2 separate regions of the Mus musculus genome follow, and region 2 is linked to region 1. A link is a contact called in public Hi-C data. All regions are on one chromosome and are shown on one strand. The core of a region is the stretch at or near the end of the contact, and the rest is flanking DNA. Distances in the headings are between cores, read along the strand shown. Region 1 holds the start of Tbx3os2 (T-box 3, opposite strand 2). Region 2 holds the start of Tbx5 (T-box 5).

What was found. Hi-C and Micro-C count contacts between places; a contact is called where the count stands out from the background.
Region 2: a Hi-C map of embryonic cerebral cortex shows a contact between it and region 1, with 5 times the contacts expected there. The contact joins the promoter of Tbx5 here to the promoter of Tbx3os2 in region 1. A contact is called at or near these places in 1 of 39 promoter capture datasets (cranial neural crest), 7 of 484 Hi-C or Micro-C datasets (cerebellum, cerebral cortex, cortical neurons and 4 more), 6 of 115 datasets of contacts at active chromatin or transcription factors (astrocytes, embryonic forebrain, embryonic hindbrain and 3 more) and 1 of 9 other capture datasets (liver).

Annotation. Positions count from the first base shown.
Region 1 is chr5:119,685,888-119,693,076 of GRCm38.p6, forward strand. It overlaps Tbx3os2 (T-box 3, opposite strand 2), which reads right to left and starts at 5,331. Exons shown (of 3, transcript NR_040416.1): 1 at 5,121-5,331; 2 at 2,337-2,510; 3 at 1-167.
Region 2 is chr5:119,831,628-119,838,733 of GRCm38.p6, forward strand. Tbx5 (T-box 5) reads left to right here and starts at 3,036. Exons shown (of 9, transcript NM_011537.3): 1 at 3,036-3,650; 2 at 5,249-5,433; 3 at 7,069-7,106. The coding sequence starts at 5,287. It overlaps Gm5563 (predicted gene 5563), which reads right to left and starts at 359. Exons shown (of 3, transcript NR_169213.1): 1 at 112-359.

The DNA.
Region 1 (7,189 bases), core at 4,081-6,580:
GGGAGAGAGGGGACTGGAGAGTGCTTAAGGGGACATGGGGACGGGAAAGGCCGGTCCTCTTCGGGACCAAAACTCTTCTTCACAGTCCGCCCTGGGAAGGTGGTAGTTGGCTCATGGCCTCCGGCTGCGCGAGCTCCCAAATTGAGGAGAAAATAGCTCGGCTTAAACTGCGGAGAAAGCAGAAACCAAACCAAATCAAACCAAACTTGCTTGGCTTTCTCAGTCGGATTTTTCTTCCCTCTTTCCTCCTCCATCCCCCAAATTTGGGGACAGTGCCCAAACCTGTCCCCGGCCCCTCCTCAGACTCTCTTCTTTTCTTTCCTCTTTCCTTTTAATCTCCGCTGTATCTTATTTATATATAGTGCTGTTAATGTGTAACTCTTGTGGCGCTGATGGACCAGGGGTGACTCGCTCGCAATCTCTCTGAATTTCTGTACCTATTACTCACCTGGCGCCGGTCGCAATCTCGCCGCGGGCTTTATGGTGGTGGTGGCGGCGGCTGCGGAGGCCACTCGGGGCCGGCGCCTGGGTTGGTTGGTTTTTTTTTTTTTTTTTTTTTTTCCCCTTTCCTTTTTTTTTCTCCTTGGCTTCGAGTGCCACCTGTCTGTCTGACCCACGAATGCGCCCTGCCTAACTGCGGCTGGCTAGGCACCCCAGAGCCTTCTGGATTCTGGAACGTGAGGTCTTCACCTCTGCGCCCCTTTCTGGTCGCACCCCCCCCCCACGACCCCAGTCTGACATACCCTCTCCAAAGCCACCCCGCCCCGCCCCCACCTCACTACTGTCAGAAGAAGAGCCAAGTCTTCCATCTATCCCTATGTGGGCCTCAGACGAGATTTCCAAGGGATTTTTGGAAAGTCAAGGAGGGGGACTGTAGTTCCTTATTCTCTCCGTGTGGAAATATGGAGATACAGGAGGAGGTAACCAGGATGGAGGAGTAGCAGATAAAAGGAGACACCCGCACCCCTCCCACACACACACACACCAATCTGCCCACATAGTCTCAACTCAGACCAACTTCGCTTTGTCCAGATTTTTTGTTGTTGTACTATATAAACTCCAAGTTTGGGACTTTTCTTATTTTTCTCCCGGCCGCGTCTACAGGGACAAAGGAAGACCAGAGTTCTTGCAACCACCAGCCCCCCTTGCGACTCCCATCCCCGCAGTGCTGGGGGACCTGCAGGGCTGGAGTGCCTTGGAGATCCGTGGATATAAGGTCATGAATGCTGGTACCGGTTAGAACCCTCCGGGCGCCCGCCCACCAGCCCGCCAGTGGGGAAGATCGGCTCCAGGCTGCGCTGGCGTCTGAGACCGGACGGGAGGGGCTGAGGTCACCTTCGCTGGGCTTTAGAGCTGTGGGTAGAGGCGTCCGGGTTCTTCCTGACCTCCTGGCGCTAATTGCAGGGGCCGAAGGGCGTGCTTGGGCACAGGCAGGGGTCGTGACCCTGCAGTCAGCCCCCCTGCCCCCGGTCTAGGTTGTCCTGTAGTAACTAGCGAGGGGTGTACGGTGTGTAGGCTTGTACAGAGTCTCTCTCTGAACCTGAACTGTCCTAAGATCCACCTATGCATGGGTGAAAGTTTCGAAGTAGGTAGAGGCCTTTCAAAAAATTCCATTCGAGGAAAACCAGAGATCTGACCTTTCCCCTAAGCCAACAGACAGGCTCCTTGAGGCTCTATAAGACCGCTTGTAACCTTGCCGTCAGCACACTTTCTGCCTCGCCGGCTTCTAAACTTGGGCTCTTGGCAGCCAGCCAAGAAAATAGCTATGGGGGAGTATTTGTGTGCCCCCCCCCAGCGTTCCCCCAGGAGTGGCCTAATATTGTCTAGATGAAGCCATAGAAGTCGGTACCTACAAGGAGCGGTGGGATGCTGGTACTCCGAGCCCAGGGGCCCACAGGTGTTAGAAAGCCATGTGTGTGTTTGCGTGTTCTTGTGTGTGCTCCATCTGCGGACGTCCCTTCCAATTTGGATTTAGGAGTTTCATTTGCGAGACAGTTCCGGATGTAAAACGCACTCGGTTGTTTTATAATCAAGATGCGTATAATCAAGAAATATATGTTGCAGATGTGGGTGTTCAAAGCACACAGAATAACCACGATAGAAATTGATGGCGTTGCAAGGGGGGAACGCGTGCGCGCTCTGGCCTGGTGCACTTGGGGAAAGCACCCACGAAGTGACCTCAGTCACTCGCACGATTAACCCTGTAAAGGGCGTTCGATTTTCAGGCCCCGTGGTAGAAAGCGCCAGTACGCAGACGCAGGCAGATTAAAGTCGTTAACCTGAGCTCTGCTGGCGCCCCAGAACACAACCTTTCTTCCTAACTCAGGTGTCCCTACCTGCAGTCCCGGATACAGAGAAATTGTGGGTCGGCTTGGGGATCGGCTGCTTCCATTCTTCAGAGGTCAGGATTGTAATTTTGGTGTGAATCCCATGGTGCAATTGTCAAAGTAGGGCTTTGATTTGGAATCAGGACTTCTTTCTCTCCAGGTGAAGACTTGGAGGTTGAGGCCCTGTGGATGCCAGGTAGAAGGGATTAATTCGTCCTCAACCAAATACTAGAGTGGTTAGTCAAGCAGGCCCAAGGTTTATATCCTGGCTTCCTCTTTCTGGCAGATCAGGGACGAAGCTGAGTGTCCTAGGCTCCCAGGCTCAGATGCCCCTTGGGATCCCCAGAGTCTACAGTTGTTCTCTTTAGCCAGGAGCAAAGGCCTAGAGCTGGACAGACACAGACACAGGCTCTGCAGGTGGGGATTCTGGGAAGATCGTGTTTATACTTTGCTAGTTTGTTCTGTTCCTTTTCTAGAAACCTCTGCAAATGCAGGTTTTGGGTTTTTTTTTTGTTTTTGTTTTTGTTTTTCCTTTCAGGTCCTCTATTTGCATCGCATCGATGTGACTTTAATTGCAAGAGACAGAAAGGGAGTAAAAACCAGGGTTCTGCTGAGAAGCCAGAGATCTTAGACAGAGGACCAGCCCCTGGGCGATTGTAGGCCACACACATTCCCCCACCCCCACCCCCATAAGGTGCAGAGGACCCAAACTGAAGACTTGTCTCCCAGCTTTGGTCTAAGCCTCAGGAATAGGAGACAAAACCAGGGGGACCGGAAAGAATTCTTTAGAACAGGGTACCGACTGATGGTGCCATCTGGTTTTTCACATGCCCCTACCACCAGCTGCACCAGTGCTAGGATCCCAGGCAGCCCAGTATTGGCACTTTTAGAAATTCGATACCCCGGCACTTTGGTTTCCTGCTAATGACCTGGGCTCTGGTTTCGGATTGCTGAGTTGTCTGGTCCCCAGAGCGGTGGTTTGTCCTCCCCAGGACCCCAGAGCCAACCCTGGACTTGTATTCTTTCACACCAGCATTTTTCTTGGCCTCACCAAAGTCTCCAAGTGTCAAGGACACTATGGACACCAAACTGACCCTCGGGTAGACCTTCCTTCCTTCCGGTCACCTTTGTGGGGCTGTCATTCATTTATCTCAGTCCCCAGAACCAGCATCTTGTAGGATTTTTTTTTTTTAAATCTCTCTGTGCCTAGAAGAGGCATTCTTCACCCTGGCAGTAGCTCTAGCTATCTCCCAGTTCTCCCAATCTGGCAGAGAGCCTTGGGAAGAGCAGGTTTGGAAAGACAGTGCCATAACCAAACAACTCAGGAGCCACCACACAGGAAAAGCAACCCCTCTATCGGCCCAGCCCAGCCTGCTCTCCCCAAGGTCAGCTACTCTGAGCTCACTGGCTATTCTATAGGGCTATTTTTTGAGGAGCCCGTGAAAATTACACAGAAAATGTAGTTTACATGTGCACAGCCTTCTGAAAGGGCAGTAGAAGTTCAGATTCTCGGAGATGTGTGATCCTAACCAATGACCTACTCACACACTGCTCAGGGGACAATAACCAATGGGGTTTAGGAACATTTGGACTTAAGATTTAAGATGGTGCCTTCAGCCTGGGGCTTGCCTAGGTTAAATTTAACTTTAGCACACACACACCCCACTCCCCACTTCCCACTTCCCACTCGTAGCGCCTGGTCTTAGCCTGCTTATTTTAAATGGGAAGGCTGAAGGAAGTAGGTGTGTTCGGGCACTGTATAATTAGTTGATTAATCAGTTATATTAACTTATCAGCCGAATGATTATGAGCAGTCATTATCACCCTCAATGAGTTCTCTGTTAATTTCCTGTTGGGAGGGTCACCCTCTCTAGGCTATCCCAGGCAATAAAAAGCAACTACTTTTCATAAAACAAAATTACTTCTCACTAGAGGCCAGGGTGGAAGGTATAGGAAACTGTAGGGGAGGCCCTTTTGTGGGGAGATTTCTGGGGTCCCGGCTTGGGACTGGGTGGAGTGGGGGGGATGTGGCTTCAATGTTCACCATACTGTCAAGGTTAGCCAGGTTTCCTCTGCTCCATGCCCCCTCCAACCCTCTCAGGACATTCTAGTTTTCTGTTTGATGGTATCTTGTTTGATGACAGCCTTTTCTCCTGCATCCCACGTGGACCCCTCTCCCCACCAAATCTCAGTGCTCTTGCGTCAGACTCTTCCAAGTTCTGGGATCCCAAACTTTCTCCACTAAGACATACATGAGGGGTGGGGTGGGGTGGGGTTGGCTTTTGGGAAATACCTGTGTGGATGTTGGAGGAAGGCTACTCTGGGGCCTGGGGGAACACCTGTATAGAAGTCAGAGCAAAGATGAGAAAAAACAAAAACGCAGGAACACTTTCAGTGATATGTAATTGGCTCCCCCCCCCCCAAGCCAAGCCTGCACAGAGGACCTCGAATTAGGAAGAAGGTAGAGGCTAGCCTGGGTGTGTTTTCTACCTTTCTCCACTACTGTGTAATTTTTGACTTATCATAAAAAAAAAAAATCCATGACCATCTAAAGAAACGCTCAGGAAACAAAGGGGACATCTATGGTCCGTTTTTCTTTATTTCCTTCTGATTACTGGGGAGGAAGGCCTCTTCGCTACCCCACGAGTAAGCTCAGCCCGGCTGTATCCTGCTCAGCCCCAAGATTTGTTTCAAAAATACCATCCATGAAATCGGAAGCTGCCTGCTTGACTCAAGAGACTCCAGCCTGCCCACCAGACACCACCCATTTCTCAAGACAAATGCCACACCAACCTCTCTTCCACTCCGAGCCTGCCCCCAGGATTTTCTTGAAGGCAGGTCATAAAGTGTAGGTAGGTGTCTGCCTCTCCAGATGATGAGGATACAGGTCCTTTGCTCTGTCTTTAAACAGGACCACTTTGGAGATGACTGGAATGGGAGCGGCACCCTCCTGGCGCTTCTCGATTTCTTCAGGTTAAAACAGGACCGGGCAACCGACAACTGCACTCTACCTGAGCTGCTTCTGGGTTCTTCCCTTGGGAAAAAGCTATGAGCAGTTGCGGCCAGCGTGAGTCAGGCGCCCATGGCTTCGCTAAGCCGCTCCTTTGCTGCCATCTGCTGGTTGCACCGGAGAAGTTCACGGAGATTTTTCGAATGCAGAGAACAAGTCTCTTAAAAATAAGAAAGAGGGCTGGGGGTGGATGGTAGAGCTTGCCCCTAGATTCTATGCCAAGTTGCACAAAAATAAAGTAAGGGAAGGAGGGAAACATGGTACTGAGGCACAAAGATACGATGTAGAATAAAAACAACAGGACCTGTTTTTGTACCTTGCTACAATATTGCTTTGGTACCTTGATCAAGTTGTGTAACATCTCTTATGCCATGAGGTGAGTGTATAGTGCCGGCAGAGCAAGCTTGGCAGCTGAGTGTGAACCTCAGAAGACACGTTTTTAAAAGTCGGATGTGGAGGAATGTATCTGAGCTCACAGCACTCCTACGGGGAGATGGGGCGTGGGAGTGGAGGTCAGAACTGAAAGTCACAGTCTGGCCAGCCTGGGGTACTTCATAAGCTGCAAGGAGACTCAAACTCCCAGAATCTGTCCTCTGAGCTATATCCACATGCTTACACTCACATACATTGTATACATACTTGTTAATTAAATTATTCTATTAATTATTTTTATTATGATTAATTGATTTAGTTATTAATTTTGTCATTTAATTATTTTTATCGATTTATTAGATAATTAAAATACTCCAAGGACCAGCATGTAACTTGATGGCAGAGAATTTTTGGAGCTTGTGTGAGGATGAAGATGACGGTCTTGTAGGATGAATGATGCCCAGGTTGTACCTTTCTGCTCATTGTCTCTAAGCTGTCCTTGGACCACTGGGTTCCTGTGGATGTCTCTAAATGATTATCCTTGACTCCCTCTTTCACAATCCTCGTATCTGGAGCTCATCAAATTCACTGTCTGCTTCACCTCAAACTTACCAGTTATCCAATAGTGGGAATGATCCCAAAGTCCTGCTCGGAAGCACGTTTCAAAAAGTCCTATGATCATAGAACAGCATCATCTTCAGTGGCCTCCTCGGACAGGAGTGACCTGGCCTCTCCTTTCTCAACTGCACGCCACCCGACTCTTCAGAAGCAAGCTATTTCAAGGCCAAATTGTCACCTTCCTTCTCCCAGTGCTCCCTCAGCCTAGGTTTCAAACTTGGGCACTGGTGACAACTGGCTGGTTCTATGAGCTCAGGGATGTCCTGTCTATGAATTCAGGAAGGGGTAGTGCCATTTAGCTCTGGTATCTGCCCACTAGACAGACGCTTTGGGAGACAACCTAAGATGTCTTTGGATGCTGCCCTGAACCACGTTGACAGCATCAGCCCTGGTTAGGAGCCACTGCTTGAGTCCGAGTCCCTCAGGCACGCCCTCTTGAGGTCATCATTGGCACTTCATCCAGAATGCCTTTGCTGAACTTCAGGACTGGGCTGGGACTCCTGTCCAGTCCTGGTTCATGATGGGCCAGCCGGAAAAAAAAAAAAAAAAAAAAAAAAAAAGGTTTCCTGTAGGAGTGTTCAATATAAAAGATTACCCTCTGCATCCCGGTTTCTCCTTTTGCTTCAAACCATTTGTCTCTCTAGCACGCCTTGTTGTTCTCCCTGTGGGCACAAGGAGACACTGACAGGGTGGACAGGACATGACCTACAGGCTGACAGTACCCACCACTTGCTTTCACACTGATAAGGAAGGTTACATTTGGTTGATTGGTTAGTTGGTTCGAAGGCAAGGTCTCCCATAGTCTAGGCTGACCTCCGATTTGGTGATGATTTTGAACTCTATCCTTCTGCTTCCATGTCTC
Region 2 (7,106 bases), core at 1,786-4,285, 140 kb after region 1:
CTAAAGTTTCAGGGATCGCAAAACCCCAGGACAAGTTCAGATGGAATGTCTGGCTCTCCTGGGGCCCGCAACGCGGGGGTTGGGGTGGGGGCGGCGGGAGGAGAAACTTACCCTCGGGAAGGCCTGACGCTCGCTTGCTCCGTGTAGGGCAGGCCTAGCTTATTGCCCGGAGCCGCTGGGGTGGGAGAAAGTCTGTGCGGTTTCGTAACTCAAAACCCAATGGGTTTCCAAATGCGCGTAGAAGCTTACGCAGACCCACCCGACCTCTCAGAAATTATGCCCATTGATCCAACTAGAAATAATTGCCGATTTCCACAAAACAAAATAGAGCGCCTCGCCCCTCTGCAGGATCCGGCGCTGAAAAAAAAATTCCCTCTGCACAGTGCACCCGTCTCTACCCCTTCTCCCACCCCGCCCCACCACACACTCGCACCCCGCCCCCGTCTGGCCACTCTGGGACCCATTGCATCCCCGGATCTCACTGAAGGAGCGGCAGACCGAATGGCCTTTCTCTCTACAAGGAACCTTGGCAGACATCTAAGATATCTAATATCCACTAAGATAGCAACCAGTACTTATTTCAGCACTGGGCATGAGATATGGCACCCCAAATGTAACCAGCTAAAAGGGCCTCCTCGACAGAAAAATAAAACTGTGTAAGTAAGAAGCCTTTACCTTTTGCAACGAACCTTAGGAAACCTTGGTTTCCTTACAAATGGGAGCTAAAGTGGTCTCGGTCCTCACTTCTCTTGATCTCTCTAAGAGAATCGATTTTGCTTCTATTTGTGTCTCCTGTTCACACTCTCTACTCCAGGGGGCTCTGGGTTTATTTATTTCTTTATTTCCCCCAAGGTCCAGGCATGCTGGAGTTGTGTCTTCCAGTAGACCTTGATAAACGAAGATGGGGAGAGAACCCAGCCTCCCGCCACTGCCCGCCACTGCCCCCCAGTCCAGCGTGACAAGGCGCGGGCTGGTTGCGTGACTTGTGACGTCTCCACGCCCAATAGGACCAGCGGCTGGTGAGATAGTCGCTATCGCCTGGTTGCCTCTTTATTTTATTGGGGTATGCCTGGCAATAAACAGTAATATTTAATTTGTCGGAGACCACAAACCAACGGCGAGCTGGGAGGTACTTGCTTTTCTTGACAGACCCTGGAAGAAGTCTTCGTTTTAAAGGGGGGGTGTCTTTGCGGGGGGGGGGGAGGTGATGTCTTTTCAAAACTCATTGTGAGCTACCTCGCCTCAGTGAGCAAACCCTTTTGGCTTTTTGGCTGAAGAAAGAGTGAGGTTATTGGAGGTGAGTCTTGTTGGGGGAAAACTAAAGGGAGGGACAGATATCTATCTTCAGGGCGGCCTTAATTTTCCCCAGAGCCTCTGCTTCCCACCCTACCTAAGCCTGGCTGAACCCCTTCCTGACTGGATTTTTATCTTCTATCACCTGGAAGACTGGATCTCGTGTGCCAGTTTGTAAGCAAAATACAGAAAACAACATTGAGTGGTGGCTGGCTTCGTGCACCATCTAAGCCCAAGGAAGGAAGTGTTTCTGGCTGGGTTGTTGCTTGGGGAAGGCCAGCTTTTCCCTCTCGGGAAGGGCCTGCTGATTATTTATGGGGATTAATTTTATCCTCAAATCTCTGTGAATGTAAAAGGGATTGGCGAGGTCTGTCTGGATTTCCCCTATGCTTCAACCAGAGATGCAGGCTCTCAACCGGCTTTCAGCTTTCAGTCCTGCACCCAAGGTTGAGGTTGCCTCTCTGTTCAACCCCAAAGGCTTTCTAGCTGACTTTTTAGAAGCGCGTGACGAAGGTGTTTGCACAAATAAATAGCTGGCCTTGGCCAGGGTCTGTGTGAAAACAGACCTGGAAACTAGAGAGTGGGGTTGCCCCTAGCTGCCCCCACGCTTACAACTGCAAAGTCCACTGAAGTTTTTGCAAGGGCAGCCTGCAAATTTTGCAGCCACAGAGGCTACAATGTTGCCGGAGTCCTATGGGCTCTCTCTCTCTCTCTCTCTCTCTCTCTCTCTCTCTCTCTCTCTCTCTCTCTCTCTCTCTCCAGTCCTTGGCTCTAAGGATGTAGTTTCTAATTAGAGTCCCAGAAAAGACTCCCTGTACTTAGAGAATACAAGGAAGCTGAAGAGGGAAACAGAATGTGATTTGGGGCATTTGTTTCAAGCAACATTCTGTGCTTGTCCCGGCCTGGTTCTGCTTACAGCAAGAGCTACTTCCAGTGCCTCTGCTGTGGGCTGCTTTTATTCACCCTCTGAACTGCAGACTTCAGAGAGGCTAAGGGCAGGCCAAGGAGTGCTGGCAGCTGAAACCCCCAGCCAGCCCTCAGTGACTGATTATTTTAATAAAACTGGGCACTGCTCTGTGTACACTCCAGTGTGTGTCTTGAGGAGGGGGCACACACAACAATTTCTTGGCATCTTTGATCTTGGTTCCCCCATCCTAAGGCACCTTCTCCCCCAAGTCCTAGAGAGCTTGGAGTGGGGTAGGGTGGGGGACAATGAGTCTGAAGTGGAGGAGAGATGTCAAGGCAGCTAGTCCTGGCTCTGCAAGGGGCCAGGCAGGGTCACACCACTCTCTGTCTGAGGTCAGCATTGGAGACAGAAATCGGGTGAGGCTGCAGAGGCCCATGGGTGTGTGCACACGCCTAATGCATCCAGTCTTGGTTCTCTGCAGGGCTGGGCCATTGAAATTGCTGGGCTCCCAGAGTTCTGCCTTGATTACTGTAGCTTGCCTGCCTGCCTTCCTTCTTTCCTTCCTTCCTTCCTTCCTTCCTTCCTTCCTTCCTTCCTCTTCCTTCTCTTTTTTTCTTTCCTCCCTGCAACCACTGGCTCAGAGCAGTCAACAGAGATGGAAGGAGGGTAAAGAGGATGGGAAGTGGAAAGGGAGTGGGGGTGGGGAATCAGCAGGTCCTATAGTGGTTCAAGAGTTTGGGGTATATCTAGTGAGAAAGTGGGAAAGGTGGTGGGAGGAGGGAGGGAGGGGAGGAGAGGACACACACACACACACACACACACACACACACACACACACACACACACACAGAGAGAGAGAGAGAGAGAGAGAGAGAGAGAGAGAGAAGAGGGAGCCAGTTAGAGAAGCATTTTCTATACTTTGTGAGCACCCCAGCTGAGTTAGTTTGTCAGAGAGAGAGAGAGAGAGAGAGAGAGAGAGAGAGAGAGAGAGAGAGAGAAAGTCATACTTCAAATTCTGGAACTTTAACCCCTGAAAGCATCTCTCTGAAAACAGCTGGCTGATTCCCAAGTCTCTCTCAAGTCTCCCAGTTTTTCTTCTCTGGGGGTGCAAGAGCAGAGCAGGACACTGAGATCGTAGGGTTTAGGGATGCTCCCAGATCTGCTATTTAGTCTTCTGTTCCTCTAAGCCGTTCTGGAGCCCGACAACTTAAAAGTATTTGGGGCTAGCGAACAGCCAGCGAGCAGTGGAGGAGGTGTGTGCTGGAGGTGGGCAGTCGCTGGGAGGCTCTAGTGGTGGGTACTTCTTTGTAGCAACAGTAGCAGCTAGCTTGGGCAAGCAATCCCCAGCACAAACTCCAGAGACACCATGCCTGCACCCCCACCTGGCCTCCGGCTTTCCTGCTAAGAGGAAGAGGGGCGGTGGCGAATGCATCCCCCTGTACAGAGCGAGGTAACCGTACTACCATATGGCCGGGGAGGCTTGGGCGGGAGCAGGCAGCCACAGTCGGCTGGGGAAACAGAGAATGGCGGACTCCAGCCCTGTCTTGCATTCTGCAGAGTCTGGCTTGCAGAGATTTTACCCGAGCCTTTCAAGGCAAGAGGGAGCCGCCGGGAGGCTGCCGCGACTCGGGGAGCAGCGTTGAGGCTTGCAAGGCACACGGCCTGGTTCTGTCAAACCACATCTTGCTCGTCTCCGCCGGCCTCTAAGCTTCCCTGGATCCTGGCAAGGGTTCCGGAGGGTTTCTCCCTATGGCTGGCCGCGAATGGGAGAGCGTATGTGGGGCTCCAGCCCTGTTTTTCTTTGTTATGAGAAGATCATGGGGGATCCCATGGCAGTTTTCCCCAAGCTCCTAAGGCCAGAGGAAGAAAGAATTGGGCCTCAGAAACGATCTGTGGCGGTTTAGGTCTCAGGCCGCTTCAAACCAGGCTGGTATGCAGGCTTCTTTGCCTAAGAAGCTGCTAAAACTGTGGGAAGCCATCTCTTACTTGAGGTCTGCTGGTGTTTTGAGGTAGAGGCAGTGGTAGAAATCCTCCCTTGAGGAAGGGGGTTGAACTAAGAATTTCAACTGCTTGCTTCATCTTCTTCTGTTGAACACTCGGGGCTGCCCTACCAATGTACCTCCTTCCCTAGCAGTCCACTGAATGTCTGCAGCCCAGAATTTATCTGGGACTGATTTTAGGCTGTCCGACTGGGAGCCAGGCTGGCAGTTTGAGTTAGCCAGCCCCGTTGAAGCTCAAAGACATTCCCTTTAGCTTGATTACTCCACGAAAACGCCTGCACCACCGCCCCCACCCCCCACTCTCCCGCAGCCAGCCGATCTGAAAAAGATCCGTGAGGGTACAGCCCCGCCACCGGCAGTGGAGAGTCAGCCACCGAGTTGTAGGCCCCTCTCTGATTTGGATCTACCTCCAGCTCTCCCTGGCTACTTTATTTATTTATTTATTTATTTATTTATTTATTTATTTATTTATTTTCCATTGGTATTGCTTAGGCTTGGGGAGAGGCTGTTTCATTTTAATGCCTGTAACAGATGATGAGAGGGTTATTATCCTCTATCCTCCGGGTATATCTCTTTCTCCCCTGTTTTTTATTTTTGCAAGACGCGGGTTATTCTGGGCCTTTTGTCTATTGTAGAAAAATAACGTCTCTTAGGAGGTTTCATTTTTTAAAAATTGCTGGCATGGTCTCTTGGATTTGACAAAGACCATTTCTCAAAGGGGCACAAGGTTTTTGTTTTCTGTTTTGTTTTGGGTTTCTACCCGATGGCTTCCAAAAATACCGACGCCTTATCTTTATTGGCTCTTCCAGGAGTTCAGACAAATTTGACGGACAGCTCTCTTATCACCCAGAGCCTGTGCAGGGGAGATGTGGGGGGCCTTGCCGCCTCCTCCCTGTCTGAAGCGGGTCTTTCGCAAGCGGTGGTGCGTGGTCGGAAAGTATAACAATAAAAAAAGACTTTCTGAAGCCTCCTTCAGCTTGGAGTGAAGGGTCAAACAGCTTGTCCCCTATGTCGCTAGACACTCTCCAACTCCCTCTCTTGTCCTCAGAATAGAACCTCGCGCGGGCACAGGAACCCCTGCGCACCATGGCCGATACAGATGAGGGCTTTGGCCTGGCGCGCACGCCTCTGGAGCCTGATTCCAAAGACAGGTCTTGCGATTCGAAACCTGAGAGTGCTCTGGGGGCTCCCAGCAAGTCTCCATCATCCCCGCAGGCTGCCTTCACCCAGCAGGTAAGAAAAGCCGGCCCAGCGGCAGGCGTAGACCGAGGACTGAGCCCAGCTCTCTGCTAACGGTGCAGGGGGGTGGGCAGGGCCAGCTATTCCCTCTATTTCCTGGCTAGTCTCACCAAATCTCCCCCAATTCCACTCTATCCCAATCCACTTTATCGAGGCGTTTATCTTTATGGCCTGCGTATTTTAGAAACCTATTTACATTATTGGAGAGCTCTCAATTATCCGACTATTTGGGGTCAGCTAACAACGGGCCAGATAATTCTCTCCCAGCTGCCCTGGGTATGCCTTATTAAGGGTCGGGTCAGCGGCCGCTTCAGGCCGGCATGAGCGATGACTTGACCCTCCTTAGATCTTTCTTAGCCTTCGCCTCGGCTCGCCTGCTCTGCGCAACCCGCCTCGCCCCTCATACAGTACCATTTATCTTGCTCCGGGGCCTGGAGGAGCTCCCTGACCCGCCGAGGAGAGCACACAGGGGCTGGAACCAAGGCACCCAGAGCCCGGCTGACTGGAAGTTGGTCCGGAGTGGAGGGAGAGGTCTTGTGGTCTGTTATTTGAGTGGCCATCGTTTTTTGGGGGCGCTAAGTAGGTTTAAAACTAGGTGTCACTGGGAAGGCTTGACCAGAGAGATGAGTTTGATCTAGAAATCTTGTCCAATTGATGTGTGTATAGCTTTTAATAAAAGCAAAGAGGCTTAAGAATAGTTTGGGGAAATTTACATAACATTTTGAAAAGGGAAAACAAGTTCACTTTTTAGTCGGTGGTTGATAATTGTTTCACAATGAAGAGTAGTGTCTGACTGTTTTGGTATTGGTTTTTAGAAATAACTTCCAGTGGAAAGAGAAAATGTTAAAAGGCTTAATTGGTTGCCCCAAGTCAAAGAAAGGCTGGGCGGTGGTGCTAGATAAGGCAAGAGTCTGGAAAGATTGTTAATATAGACACTGAGGGGGAAAACTACTTTTTTTGGTCCTTGAGAAGAAAAACGATTTTAAAATTGAAAATTTCTACATAGTGGCTCACATGTGTTGGAATCTTAGCACTTAGGAGGGTGAGGCAGGAGGGTTGCCAAGAGTTTGAGACCACTTTTATGCGCTGCATAGTGAATTCCAGGCCTGTCTGGGCTGCAGAGCAAGACTTTGTCTCCAATATTAATAACAACAATAATATTGAAAATTTTTGTATGTTCATATTTAGACCCAGTGATGACGGACAGCGATGTATTTGCATAGCTGTGTGTTTTGCATCTGGGTGACAATACAAAAATATCCTAGTGGGGTTTTCTAGATGGATCCCCTCCCAATCATGTTTCAGCTAAAAATGGATCCAAATTAGATGGCCTGGTCCTCTAGGGGGGAGCTCTGTGGAGGGGAATAATTCCCAGGCCTCAATCTGGTGGAAGAGACAGCAGGTACTAAGGACTGAGATGCTGCTGGACGCAAGCTCCAACTCACCTAGGGAGCTGTAGGCAGATGCCATGGGTCGCCCTAGACTTTCCATCACTCCCCAGAAGTCAGAGCGCTCTTTCTTTAACCGCACAGACTTTGGTAGGTACTTGGCCTCTGCATATAGGGGGGAGTTTGAGAAAGGATTCCCCGCTAAGACCCATCACTGAAAATTTTCTCTTTGTCTATCAAGGGCATGGAAGGAATCAAGGTGTTTCTTCATGAACGTGA